Regions from separate parts of the Urocitellus parryii genome. Here region 2 is linked to region 1. Evidence: chromatin contacts called from public Hi-C data. All regions are on one chromosome and are shown on one strand. Each heading gives the region's core, a stretch centred on a gene start, on an enhancer-like site or on the middle of the called end of the contact. The rest is flanking DNA. Distances are from core to core; before and after follow the strand shown.

Region 1 (7,247 bases), core at 1,559-4,058:
AACTAACCACTGAATTGGTATTTTTTCTTTGGTTTTTACTTTTGGCCACAAAGCTAGGCTTCTGGTTCCCTCACCCATAACTGTATTTGTGTAAGATTCAGGTTGTTTGGGGAGAGAAGGGTTGCAGTCAGTTTACAGGATAATTGTGGTAAGACAACAGTTTATTTCAGATCTGTGCTGCATGGATATATATTCCTGGATTATAATTTTTATAAGTCTCTATAGTCACCTCTGTGAAGAGCAGTGTCTCATTAAACACTTGTTTATCAGCAAAATGATAATAATGTAAAGAAGTTGTTATTCTAAATTGTTAATGGATCAGTCTGTATATTTGCAGACAGAAAAAAATACTAGAAATTCCCTTGCTTATTTTTCTCTCCCAGTTTTCCCAGTTACATATTGTTAGGTCGGTGGCAGCGACTTGGTGGCGACTTAGAACAAAGCAGCCCACGCTGCTTTGAACATCAATCAGATGCTGGCGGAAACGCCTGTCAATCAGCCAGATTTCCTAACTCCTGTCAATCAGCAGGACCCCCTGGCCAATCCTGGAGTTCAGCCAACTCCCCTGACCAACTCCAAGGGGGCAAGGAACCCTAGAGACACCTTTTCCTGTCCCAAGCCCTTCCCTTCCTGCTGTAAGCCCCATAAAAGTCCAGTCCAGTCAGCTTCCACGCTGTTTCTCCTCAGACCCTTCCCCTGTCCCCTCTGTGGGTCTGATGGATATTGAGTGATATCTCAATAAAGCTTGTTCAGCGGCCCTTTTAAATCTGCCTCCTTTGGTTGCTGCCTGCCCAGCCTGATCTGACACATATCTCCTTTGTTTATAGTATTATTTTAAAGGTAGTAGGGTCAAACCCAGGACCTCTTGCATGCTAGACAAGTTCTCCACCACAGAGTTACATCCTCAGCCCCAAGAATTTTTTTTCAACATTTAACCAACATAACAGATATGAATAGATGATTTAGTCTTAGGTGAAAGCTCCAGGATGCAAAGTGACACACATATATAAAAGCTGTTACTGAGTAGACAGAGTTCTAAGATGCTCTGTCCTTACATTTCTTTAAAAGGCTTTCAGTTAGTTTGGGGCTGGGGATGTGGCTCAAGCAGTAGCACGATCTCCTGCCATGCGTGCGGCCCGGGTTCCATCCTGAGCACCATATACAAAACAAAGATGTTGTGTCTGTCGAAAACTAAAAAATAAATATTAAAATTCTCTCTCCCTTAAAAAAAAAAGGCTTTAAGTAAGACTTAAACTTTAGCTATTACAATTGTTGGAAATATCAGGGCAGTTTACATCAAGAAAATTTTAACACAGCAAATAGTTGACATATCAAACAAGTAGCATATCAAGAAATAACTAACAAATTCTATTTATAGGGAACAATATAATTTTACACACATTTCTGAGCCAATGCCAAGTTTTGTAATATAAAAAAAATGGATGGCAACATACTGAAAATTCTCAGTATTTTATTAACATTAAAACAGTTTTACTGGCCTCGAATGGTAGCACACACCTGTAATCCCAGCAGCTCAGGAGGCTGAGGCAGGAGGATCAAAGCCAGCTTCAGCAACAGTGAGGCACTAAGCAACTCAGTGAGCCTCTGTCTCTAAATAAAATACAAAAATAGGGCTAGGGATGTGGCTCAGTGGTTGAGTGCTCCTGAGTTCAATCCCTGGTACCCCTCCACCAAAAAAAAAAAAAAAAAAAAAAACAGTTCTACTGAATCATAGAAATTAAACTTGACTCGAAAACTGCTGTTTTTCTCAGATATCTTTAGATTAGAATGGAAGTCTTTTACATTTCAAGACAAAATATGGAAAATATCAAATGCTAAAGTTGCCTATACTAAAGGACATGCAACTTAGTGAAGATATGCTTCAATTCCAGTTATTATAGTAATATCAAATTGTATTTGAAGCAGGCAGCTATACTTTATTTAATTCTCAAACTTCCCTGGCTATGACTTTTTAAATCTGCTAGCATTTCTATTATTCACTTTAAATTTATATGAGATTTGTAGATTTAAAATTTTGAAATAATACAATCAATAAAGGAATTAAACCCTAGACAAACATATCCATACATTTTGTGCTAAGCTAAATAGTAAACACATGAAAAGATGGAATGAAAAAAAATTTAATCTTGGGACTAGATAATCATTTTACAGGTCTCCATGTAAACATCCTTTATTGTCAAGGATGTTCTGCTTTAGGCCGTAAAAAAGCTTCCAAACTCTTTTTTGCCCCCAAAGTCTTACAAATTTTAAATGAGAAAACCAAGAAGAAAACAAAAAGCAATCTCGGGTAAGTAAGCAATTTAAAGGTTGAATACACAAGATACTCTGCTTCGCCAATCTGCTTCCTTGTTTTTAAATATTTAAAGGAATGTCAGAGCAGAAAGACTCTAAGCCAGAGGGTGGAGGGTCTTAAAGAGAGAACAGAAGATGTTCACAAAGAAAGCAAGCTAAGGAACAAGGAGGGAAGGGGCATAGATTTTAAGGAGGAAGAATAGATAACAACAGGAGGAGAAAAAAACTTGACGTCAAATCTCAAGAAAGAGGAGCAGGTGTGACCAACAGCGCCCCCAGGACCTCCCAGAGGCCCCGCCCTTGCCCCCCCACGATGATTCCTCCCTGGCCCCGCCCTCTCCGTATGAGCCCTGCCCACCTACCACGAAGGCCACGCCCCTGTCTTGGAGACCTATCTTCCTCTAACCACGCCCCTCCCCAGGCTCCGCCCTTTCCCCTCCGGCTCCTCCCCGGTCCTGCCCCGCCGCGCCTCGCCGGCGGCGGCCGCCGCATCAGGTGACAGCCCGGAAGCCGCGGAAGCGGATGAAGGAAGAGCGGCCGTGGCCGCGGGGGGCGGCGCGGAGCTGCGGGAGCTGCTCTCCTCCTCCGGGGCTCCTGCGCTGCCCTCATGCGGCCCTCTTGTTGACACCTGAGGCCCGCCACTCTTGGGCCTCCGAGGGCCGCGGGGTCGTCCGGCCCTCCGGCCTTGGCGGTTGAAGTCGTCTTGGTGCGGGCCCCATGGAGAAGGCCGGGCGCGGTAGCGAGGGTGGCCCCCGGGGGCCTGTCCTGCACATCGTGGTGGTCGGCTTTCACCACAAGAAGGGCTGCCAGGTGAGGAAAGGGCCCGCGCCCGCATCTGGCCGTTCGCGCGTTCGCGGGCGCCCGCTGCCCTCCACCACTCTGCTCAGCTTGCTTCTCTTCCATCTGCCCCTCAACCCCTTCTTTCTTCTGCTCCTGAGAATTGCTTGATGAGCAGCGGAGGTGCTGGTTGGTCCGTGTAGGTTGTTAGGTTTTTAGGGCCTCCTTTGGTGGAGTGGGAGGGAGGAATGGAGATAGTCCCACTCTCTTCCCCATCCGTCAGTGTCTCCACTGACTTGCGGGGTGTCCACCCATAATGCAAATCCTTACAAAAATCCAGCATTCGGTCTTGGGTTTTCAAGGTTGTGAGCGCAGTGGCTTCCACGCAAATGCCTCAAGTAGGTTGAGGCTAATGCATGCGCCGTGTAGGAAAATCAACTTCCTTTGTTTATGTCTTGGACGCTTTAGAATCTGTCATGCTAGGGTTGGCGACTGACCCCGCCCCACCTTGGGCCTTTTGCTATTTGATCTTGTCCAGAGCTTGCCTTTTGATGAGGTTGACCTCTCTAAATAATTGCAATAATAGAAAGTGTATTCACCAAACAAATTGTACAGATAGACATTTTTTCAGGTTCTTCACTGGATCTTTAACCCAGCATCTGAAATTGGACATTTGCAATCTGTGTATTGAAGGCCAAGGAACAAATAGAAACAGGATTATTTAATGAACCAGCAAACACTGGAAGGCAATGATGTCATAATGTGCCAGAGAACACTAAGGTGAAATGTTTTCTTAAAGTATTGAAAATACTGATTGCTACCACTAGAAGGTAGCTTTTGGGTTTCTGCCTTTCACGGAAGATGTAGCATTTTAGAAGACTTACTGGCAAGAGTTCAGTTGTTAGAGTATGATTACAAACGTGGTGAAGGGAGGGAAAAGATGTGTTTTAAAGACTACTTAAATATAAGATATATTCCTCATCCCTCAGATAAAGACAGCATAGAAAGATACCAAGAAGGATGAAACAGCATCCAATGTAGCACTCACTAGTTTGAACTTACTAGTCACTTTATAACTTTCTTTGGATATGGGTGAAGTAATTGAAACTTCAAAGAGGTAATATGATCTTGCTTGCTGAGGCCACACTGCAAAACAATCCTGGAGTCAGAACTAGCATTGCTTCTCACACCATATGTGTTTATTCTGCTGTTGCATTGTAGAAGTGTCTCAGGGTAAAAAAAAGATATGGAGGCCCACTTCAGAACCACACAGAATGGAGCTTTGGACAAGAAAGAAGAAACTATCTACATTGGTAGGAGATAGGTTGAAATCTCTTAAATTTGGCTGTCGTCCAAAAGTCAAGATTTATTGTGTTTTTTACTTTGTGTGTGTGTGTGTGTGTGTGTTAGAAGTAATATAATTTATATTTTCAGAAAGGAAATGACATGCAGTACTGCTTAGAGATTAGAGAAAACTGAACAACAGGTTTAAGAGACACTTAGTATACAGGGGGCTAAAGTAGCACCTGGAGACTTTGACATTTCTTTGCCTTTTCTGGCTTTGTGTTTTAGCACACAAGTAAAATCACTAGTTTTGTAAAATTAATACTGTACCAAGAGTCAGGAGATCTGGATGACATCATGGAATCACATAGTTCCTGTGACCTCCAACACGTCCAAATAGCTTAATATTTCTTTACTTCCCAGTTCCCATTATCAGATACTTTACAAGAATTTTACAAGAAAGTTAGATAATCCACTCCAACTCCCTTAAATTTCCAGATGAATAAACTGAAATGCAGAGAGATTGGGACTTGAGTATATTTTACAGCTAGCTCACTAATCAATATAATTGCATCTCTCTTTTTTTAAAAGTATACATAATATTTATCATTTTAGCCATTCATAATTTTACAGTTTAGTAACAGGTTCACAGCATTGGGTAATCATCACTGCATTCTGTACCCAAAACTTTTCCATCATCCCCAACAAAAAAAATCTTTTTTTTTTTACCCCTTGTAGTAGTGAGGATTTAACCCCAGTCCTCAGCCACTGAGCTACAGCTTTTCCTTTCTTCTTCTTCTTCTTCTTTTTTTTTTTTTTTTTTTTTTTTTGAAACAGTTCTTGCTAAGAACTTACCTCAAACTTGAGGTCTTTCTGCTTCAGCCTCCTAAGTAGCTAAGATTGTAAGCATGCGCCACTGTGCTCAGCTACATCCTTTTCAGCATTTTTAGGTTGTAGGCTCTTAGAAAATAAAGATGAATTAATTGGGGCTGGGATTGTGGCTCAGTGGTAGAGCACTTTCCTAGCATGTGTGAGGCACTGGGTTCAATACTCAGCACCATATTAAAAATAAATAAAGTTGTAAAAAAACCTTTAAAAAATGAATGTATTATTGTTATGGTCCATATGGTGCTTCACAAAGACTGGCAATTTGGGGGGGGGGTTGGTTTTGTTTTTAATAAACTTGTTAAATATGGGTTACTTATAGAAAACAGTGCAGAGGGTTCTGTCACAGTGCAGTGAAAGATGAGAATCCCAGTTGTTGCTCAAAATGGCTTGATTTATTGCAGCTTTTTAACATTACACCCACCTCTCTTGTATTACAGCAGAAAATGAAGCACTAAAAGCTATAGTTTTTGCAAGAATCAAATATTTATCCTAATGGAACTATTACTACTTCTTAGAGAAACATTTTTGGCTTACTAGTAATCATGTCAGTTTTCTGTTGTTCCTTTAATGGTGGTAAGTTGAATAGATGATACTGTGATTCTGTAGCCTAAAGAGAGTTAAGGTTTGGGCTGGGGATGTGGCTCAAGCGGTAGCGCGCTCGCCTGGCATGCGTGCGGCCCGGGTTCGATTCTCAGCACCATATACAAACAAAGATGTTGTGTCTGCCAATAACTAAAAAATAAATATTAAAATTCTCTCTCTTAAAAAAAAAAAGAGAGAGGGAGAGAGAGTTAAGGTTTGATGAGTGAATCATCTAAAAAACCAGTGGAGATACCAACCAGATTGTGTTAAGAGGGGCTGCTAACCCAGCCAGTTCACTCAGAAAACAGAAAGTGAATGAAAGTCTGACATTGAGTTGATTAAAACTGTCAGTTTAATAAAAAAACAACCAAACTTTTGCTGGAGACAAATTTGTATAAATTCATGGTATTGTATATATAGTATTAGAAAAGGTAGAAAATTTTTTTCATTTTGTTTACCTTGCTTTCCCCCTTTTTAGTCTTGGTTTTTATAAAGTATTAAGAAAAATGTTTTTTTGACCGAGGATACTGGGGAGTGACATCCCCAGACCCTTTTTAATTTCAAGACAGGTTCTCACTAAGTTTCTGAGCATGGCCTTGAATTTGCTGTCCTCCCATGTCAGCTTCCTGGGTTGCTGAGAATACAGGTACGTGCCACCATGCCTGGCACAATGTTGATTTTTTTTTTTTTAACCAGGAAGAAATGAGTATTATAAAAACAACGGACTAGAATTTTCACTGTACCTTATATTCATTCTTAAACTATGTTTCTCACTTATGCAAATTAGTGTCTTTTTAGATGTTTTACAATTCTTATTTTCTTAACCCCTCAAAATCCAAGTTCATTTTATGTTTTAGAAAGTGTGTGTTACACACATCTTAAAATATTTTATGGACACTACTGTTGTTTTTAACCAGTATGTCAGGTGTTATGAGAGGCTGTAATTATGTAAATTACCCTAGAATGGATTAATTTGCTGCCTCATTCCCCATCTTCAGATTTCCTTCCAGGTGTAAAGGATTAAAAGTGCATGGCTTGGGCTGGGGTTGTGGCTCAGTGGTAAAGAGTGCTTGCCTCACACCTGTGAGGCTCTGGGTTCAATCCTTAGCACCACATAAAAAAAAATAAACAAAACAGATATTATATCCATGTATAAATTTAAAAAAAAAAAAAAAAAATATATATATATATATATATATATATATATATACACTTTTAAAGTGCATGGTTCTTTGGATTGTGACTCTTTTTTTTAATATTTATTTTTTTAGTTTTCAGTGGACACAACATCTTTGTTTGTATGTGGTACTGAGGATCGAACCCGGGCCGAACGCATGCCACTTGAGCCACATCCCCAGCCCCAAGGATTGTGACTCTTGACTTGAGATGGTTTTAACTTGCTT
Region 2 (7,247 bases), core at 3,007-5,506, 280 kb after region 1:
CAAAACCCAATTGAGGGACATTCTACTAAATATATGACCACAACTATTCAAAACTGCGAAGAATGGCTGCAGTGTAGCTGAGTGGTAGAGCATGTATGCATGCTCTACCCTCAGCACAAAGAAAGAAGGAAGGAAGGTAGGAAGAAATGGGTGCGGGAGAGGAAAGAAGACACCATGATAAGTATAAGGGGTTATGCACACAGGGGATCCTGGGACAGAGGACATCAGGTAAAAATAAAGGAAATGTGAAAAAGCAAAGTTATTTAATAAATACCAATATTTATCCAGTATAATTAGTTATTAATTATAATAAATGAACTATTAATTATAACAAATGTATTTTTAATTATTAATTATACAAATTATAACAAAATGTTCTAAAATAAAGTTCACTTAAAAAAATGAAGTATCATTAAAAAAAAAGAAGAAGAAAAGAAAAGAAAAAGAGGTCTAAGCCTGTAATCCGGTGGGTTGGGAGACTGAGGCAGGAGGATCCTGATTTCAAAACCAACCTCAGGAAATTAGCAAGGCCCCAATCAACTCAGTAAGACCCTGTCTCTAAATAAAATACAAAAAGGACTGGGAATATGGCTCAGTGGTTGAGTGTCCCTGGATTCAATCCCTGGTACAGGAAAAAAAAAAAAAAGTATCTGAGCAGAGTATGGTGGTGTATCCTGTAACCTCAGCTACTCAGGAGGATGAGGAGGGAAGATCACAAGTTCAAGGATCATAAGTTCAAGACCAATTCTAAGAAACTTGATAAGACCTCTCAAAAAGGGGGGGAGGGGTGGGAAAGAGCAGGAAATGACCTTCAAAACCTATTATTAGTATTAGACATTTTCAAAAAAGGTAGGAGAGGTGGCTGAGGATGTTGCCCTGTAGTAAAGCACCCCTGGTTTCCATCTCTATTACAAAAAAGTAGGGAAGAAGTTTTTGACTATGATAAAATTAGTAATCTTAAAGAGATGTGGGGCATAAGAAAGAAATTTATTCAAACTTGCTCGATTAATAGATAGGGTAGTTGGTACATGGTCTCAGGTAACATGCAAAGGGATGATGGATTAGACTTGGAAGGAAAAAAACAGCCAACTTCAGGCTGGGGTTGTGGCTCAGCGGCAGAGCACTCGCCTAGCATGCGTGAGGGTCTGCGTTTGATCCTCAACACAACATAAAAATAAGTAAACAAAATAAAGGTATTGTGTCTAACCAAAAATAAATATTAAAAAAAAAAAAAACAAGGGCTGGGGTTGAGGCTCAGCGGTAGAGCGCTCGCCTAGCATGTGCAAGACCTGGGTTCGATCCTCAGCACCACATACAAAAAATAAATGAAAAATAAAGGTGTTGTGTCCAACTACAACTAAAAAATAAATAAAAAACAAACAACAACAAAAACAACAACAACAAAAAACAGCCAACTTCATTTAAAGTGGCTCCTCTTATCTCTGCTCTGAACATTTCTAGCATGTCTTCTGACCGACTTCCTCTATATATTTAGTTTGCTACCCCACAAGACATTTCCGCTGAAGCATGTACATCCCACTGGCAACTCCCCTCCATCTCTCAATTAAGGATTGGAAGAGCAGGGCATGGTGGTGCACACCTATATCCCAGTGACTGGGGAAGCTGAGAAAGGAGGGTCACAAGTTCTAGGCCAGCATGAACAACCTTATTGAGACCTTATTTCAAAATAAAAAATAACAAGAACTGGGGATATAATTCACTGGTGGAGCACCCCTGACTTCAACAGCAAAACAAAACAATTGGAAGAGAAAATGAACCATTTGCAGCAAGTCCGAGAAATCATTTATTTTCCTATCCCACTTTGATTAGGTAGTTACCTCTAGTTCCATTAGCTGTTGAGTAGAGCTATATGTATCCACTGGACATTCATGGGTTTGGATGGATTCTTGGAGGTAAGAGGTTAGGAGACAGGCAGAGCAGACCCCCTGTAACAATTATTAACCAGGACCCAAACCCACATTTTGGGTCTCCCAGTCGAATACTTTTCCTATCTGAATAAGCAACTTATTAAAATTACTAAGTGCCCAATGGCATACGCCTGTAATCCCAGCGAATCAGGAGACTGAAGCAGTAGGACCTCAAGCTCAAACCCAGCCTCAGCAACTTAGAAAAACCCTGTCTCAAAATAAAAAATAAAAAGTGCTGGGGATAGTTCTCACTGATTAAGCACTCCTGGGTTCAACCCCAGGTACCAAAACATTTTTTAAATACTTTTAAAAAATAAAATTACCAAAGTTAAAAAAAAAAAAGCTTTTTCCAGATTTTCCATTGAAAAGCTGCTAGCAAGACACACACATATCACACTCTGCATTAAAATAGTGTACTATGTACACATGAAAGATTTAACAAATTTCTACAGTACAAATAAGCAAAGTTAACATCCTTGAAGAACCTTCATTATTTTTCACAAAGAAAGCAAACTCTTCCTTAGGATTCTCTGAAGGGCCTGTCCACAGTTTAAATACATATAGGAAGATAGGGTAATTGTTTTCTCACATAAGTAGGATAAACTTTGGTTTTGGGGCAAAGGAAAGCTACTGATGTTCATTAACCAGGACAAGAAGAACAAAATGAAACTTCTGTGACAACTTTGTTACTCTAAACTTACAAAGGTAGAGAAATAGGGTATAATAACCCAAGAATAAACTAATTCAGAATGTAGTAATATTATTGGAATATGAAACACATGAAGTTTTTTTTTTTTTTTTTTAATATTCCTATATTCAACCTGTGCCATGGAGACCAACAGGTTTTTTTGGTTTTTGTTTTTTCTTGGTACTGGAGACTGATCCCAGGGGTACTTTACCACTGAGCCACATCCCCACCCCTTTTTATTTTGAGATACGGTCTCTAAATTGCTGAGTCTGGCCTGGAACTTGGGAGCCTCCTGCCTCAGTCTCCTGAGTCGCTGGAATTACAGGTGTGTGTCAACAGGACAAACCATCTCTTTTATTAATATCGTTACTATTAGTAACAGTAATAGATTCTCACCTTATTTGTCATAAACACTTGATCCCCAGGTGTTCACATGTACAGCACACTATCAGGAGTATATTTAGGATGCACTCCAGTAAATATATTAGACTTCTCATAGACGTGGCTAATCTAAACCAACAACAAAACTGAACTAAACATATCCAACTTCGGAACAACAAATTACTTACAGTGCACCTCAAATGGAATTCTCCAGAAAAAAATGTTTAATAAGGTTGGAAATTTCCAAAAAAAATTTTTTTCCAAACATTTTTGCAAGAGCTTTGGAGAAAAATGAGCACAAGGACACTTCGTGGGAATTTGATACATGAAGGGATAACATTCAAATACAAAATAAACTATTCTGAATTCCTACTGGTTGGGCTGGCATTTCTTAAAAAACAGTGGAGATGTTACGTTTTCATAATGTATTTATTTCATGGCAGCCCCGACATAAAAACTCCTCTTTGGTAATTCGAACTGGGTTAGTCGCAACGGTTTGAGCAGGTGCAGTCCAGAGAAAGACTTGCAGTTTATCCCTTTATCTCTTGAGAAATGGGTTTTGCAGCACGAGGTAGTTGCTCCCTGGAGCATCTATTCTCTGCCCTGTTCATCCAAACGGAGAAAACAAAGGACTCGATCCGGGAATCAAGCCCAGGTCACCAAGCCGCGGAGTCGCCCCGCGCTGGACCCCGAAGCTGTATGCCCCTTAGCTGGCGAGGCCCCAGCCTGATCGATTACGCACTCGGCGCCCCTTCGCACTGCAGCAGCTGCACCGTGCTGGCAGGCGAGGCCGGACGGACAGCGGCGTTGGTCCCTTACACACTCTCGGGGCGCCGGGCCCCCACACTCACCATCTCGATGATCTTGGTCTTGCGGCCCGTCTTCCTCTTCAAGGTGAATATGTACTGGGCCAGCACCACCCCCGCCACCAGGGCGCACACGCTGGCGCTTGCTACCGCGCCCACCCTAGCCACGGCTGCCCGATCCATGGACAGGCCCTAGTGTGCCTCCCGCCCGGAAAAGTAAAGGCCGCTAGCCAAGGCGGCGAGCCTCGGAAGCGCGGGAGCCGTGCACGCCGCAGAGGCACGACGCCCCGCCCAAAGCGCCGCTCTACGCGGGCTCGCCCTGGAGAGGCCCCGCCCACGAGGGCCGAGGGGTGGGGCCTGCGCCCGGATCCCCGGTGGGCGGTGGGGCTTTCCCACAGCCTTGTTCTAAGGAACTGCCACAAACAGAGAGAACTGCGCTAATTCTCTCTGCTGAAATCTAGTAGGCAGTGCTAACGAGCTCCGCCCAGTTGACATCGGATTCCAGTCGCGGCCCACCCAGAAACCGGTCCCGCCTCCTGGGCCTCAGCCTCTCTGGACTACAGCCCCCAGTGGGCTGCGCGGCCGCAGCGTGTGACTTGCGCAGTAGCGTCCGTTGTAAAGTGCTAGAACAGGGCGAGGGCTTGGAGTTTGGCTTTACTGGGGAGGTGTCCCTTCCGCTGGCCAGCCCTTTTCTGCTATCTCGCTGTCGCCGCCTCCTGCATCTTTCCCTCCTCTGTGTTATCAGCTTGACTTACAGTTGTTCTCGCCTGCCGGTCTCTTCCAGGGGATAAATGTTTCCCCTGCTTGTCTTTGGGGGGTGACGGGATACAGGGGAAGCTGGGCACCGTGTTGCACGCCTGTAATCCCAGCAACTCGGGCGACTGAGGCAGGTTCCAGGTCAGTCTCATTTTGCAAGGCCCTAAGCAATGAAGCGATATCTTGTCTTAAAAAGTAAATAAATAAAAAGGGCTAGGGATGTAGGTCAGTGATAAAGGGCCCCTGGGTTCAAAAATCCCAGTTCATCCTGCACCCCCCCCCAAAAAAAAAGAAACCTAATAGGAGAAAAACAGTTTACATACGTGCTTATGGGAGGGCCACAAAAATACGACACTCAAAGAAATGGCCAAGTGATTGAGGTTTATATATCATCCTGAGCCACTGAAGGGAAGAAGAATTTGATGGTTCTGTTACTGGCTTGGTGGGTTCTTGTGCCCTTCATCAGTAGAATCAGATATAAAGACACAACTGCATTGGAAACAAGAGTAAATTGGAACTTCTTGTTCTGGCAGAAGGGAGAAACAGCATTGGCCAAGAGAATATCAAGCTAGTTTCAAAGAGAGATAGTCTGACAAACGTGAAAGGTGGTAGGAGTGGCGTTTTAAGTGCTTTCAGTAAACATCAACCTTGAGGAAGTAGTCAGTGGTTCATCTTATTGTCAGTATTTCATACTAATGCCATGTCCTGGATAAACATCCTTTCCCCTGTGATGAGGATGAATTGACGTAGCTGTTAAGAGAAGATATAGGCGAGGAGTGGAAGAAAACACAAATCTTGGAGGTCCCAGGAATTTGCTGTTTTATTGACACTTCAACAGTTTTATTCATTATGTTGTTTGACCTTGGATACTCAGGAGGAGAGTATCTTGGTTTTAGTGATGCACCTAGTTTCTGATGCTGACAAGACAGTGAATAAGAGGATAGGAAAAGGCACATAGCATGCTCTGAATAGCTAAAAAGCCATGATTTAAGATGGGAGAGCAAGGAAAAGCACATCCCTGGCTTTCAATAGATAAGAAACTATGAGTTAATGTTCCTGGAGTACCTTTGCTTGTTTGATATGTGGGGGAGCAAGTTTGGGGGCACAAGCTATATCATTTGACCCCACCCCCAGTTTTTACTGTTAATCTTAAGGGGGTACTGCTTTTCATGGTGGTCCTATAAGGGGTGGTGAAAGAAAATTATGGGCTGGGCTAGTGGGGCATGTCTGTAATTACATAACTTGTGGGGCTGAAGCAGGGATCACAAGTTCAAGGCCAGCCTCAGCAATTTAGCAAGATCCTATTAAAAAAAAAAAAAGATTAGAGTTGTAGCTCAGTGGCAAAGCACCCCTGGGTTAAGTCTTCAGTTTAAAAGAAGAATTACATGAGAAGTAATATATTGTGACTAAAGAAAGGTTGCCTTGTGCACATGCAAGTCTTGGAGCTGAGAAGTAACTCAGTGGTATAAAGCCTGTCTAGCACTGGTGAAGAATGGAAAGTTTTTCAGGTGATAAAAAGTTGTCTATTTCTTTTTCTTTCTTTTTTTCTTTGTACGTGTGTGTGTGTGTGTGTGTGTGTGTGTGTATGCGCATGCGCCAGGGAGTGAGCTCAACCCTATTTTGTATTTTATTTACAGACACTGAGTTGCTTAACACCTCACCATTGCTGAGGCTGTCTTTGAACTTGCTATCCTCCTGTCTCGGCCTCCCAAGCCACTGGGATTACAGGCGTACACCCAGCAAAAGTTGTCTATTTCTGGTATAGACACCTTTACCAATGAAAATGGCATTTATAGATGTAAATATTCTCTACACAAAAGAGGTTTCTTAATTTAAACAGTTGAAGAGGAGTAGTTAAATATATTTTCCTGCTTTAACTGGTTCTCTCTCTCATATTGTATCACTGAGCTACATCCCTCATCCTTTTTATTTTTATTTTTAGTCAGGATCTTACTGAATTGCTGACAGTCTTCGATAAATCCTTGAGGCTGGCCTTGAATTTGTGGCCTTCCTACCTCAGTCTTGAGTCACTGGGATTACAGATGAGTGCCATCACCCCTGGCAAATTAAGATTTTTTTTTCCATTACTGGGAATTGATCAAGGGTTTCTCACATGCTAGGCAGGTGCCCTGATGTTACTGAAAACTTGGTCCTTGTCCCCAGTACTAATTCATGCCAATTTAATAATGAGGACACAGTTGAGAAAAAGGAAAAAGAAGTTTTATTGCTTTGCTAGCAAAGGAGAAGCACAGAGGACCCCAGGCAATTTAGGTGTGCTTTGACAGTAGGAGGAGGAAAGGGTGTCTCTTCCCAGGTGTGCCCAGATGTTGTGTTGAAATTCACTTGTTAATTTGGGAGATAGTCACTTCCTAGATCTTCCAGTGACATCTCCTTCCTGTGGTAGTTGTACACTGAAGGACCTGTAACTCAGCCTAGGAGAGGAAAAGGTAATCTTGTTCCCTCCCACACCCCACCTCCACTCCCTAGTTAGGAGAGAGAGAGGGTGTTGTGAGGGGGCAAAATTGTGACGTGTATGCAGTCCAGGGAGAAATAAAGAATGTCCACATGCTTCTGCCCCTTTTGAAAGGGTAAAGTTTCTAAGCTGGAAAGCTTGAATGTAAAAGATTAGGTATTATTAAGTTCCTCTGTTACACCCAGAACTTGGAATTCCTGAGATAGTTAAAACAA

The links. Hi-C and Micro-C count contacts between places; a contact is called where the count stands out from the background.
Region 2: a contact with region 1 is called in a Hi-C map of liver, with 3 times the contacts expected there. The contact joins the promoter of Nt5c3a here to the promoter of Avl9 in region 1. A contact is called at or near these places in 2 of 2 Hi-C or Micro-C datasets (liver and muscle).

The regions. Positions count from the first base shown.
Region 1 is chr3:89,606,126-89,613,372 of mUroPar1.hap1, forward strand. It overlaps Avl9 (AVL9 cell migration associated), which reads left to right and starts at 2,809. Exons shown (of 16, transcript XM_026401580.2): 1 at 2,809-3,123. The coding sequence starts at 3,031.
Region 2 is chr3:89,889,328-89,896,574 of mUroPar1.hap1, forward strand. Nt5c3a (5'-nucleotidase, cytosolic IIIA) reads right to left here and starts at 4,257. Exons shown (of 9, transcript XM_026401558.2): 1 at 3,849-4,257. The coding sequence starts at 3,986.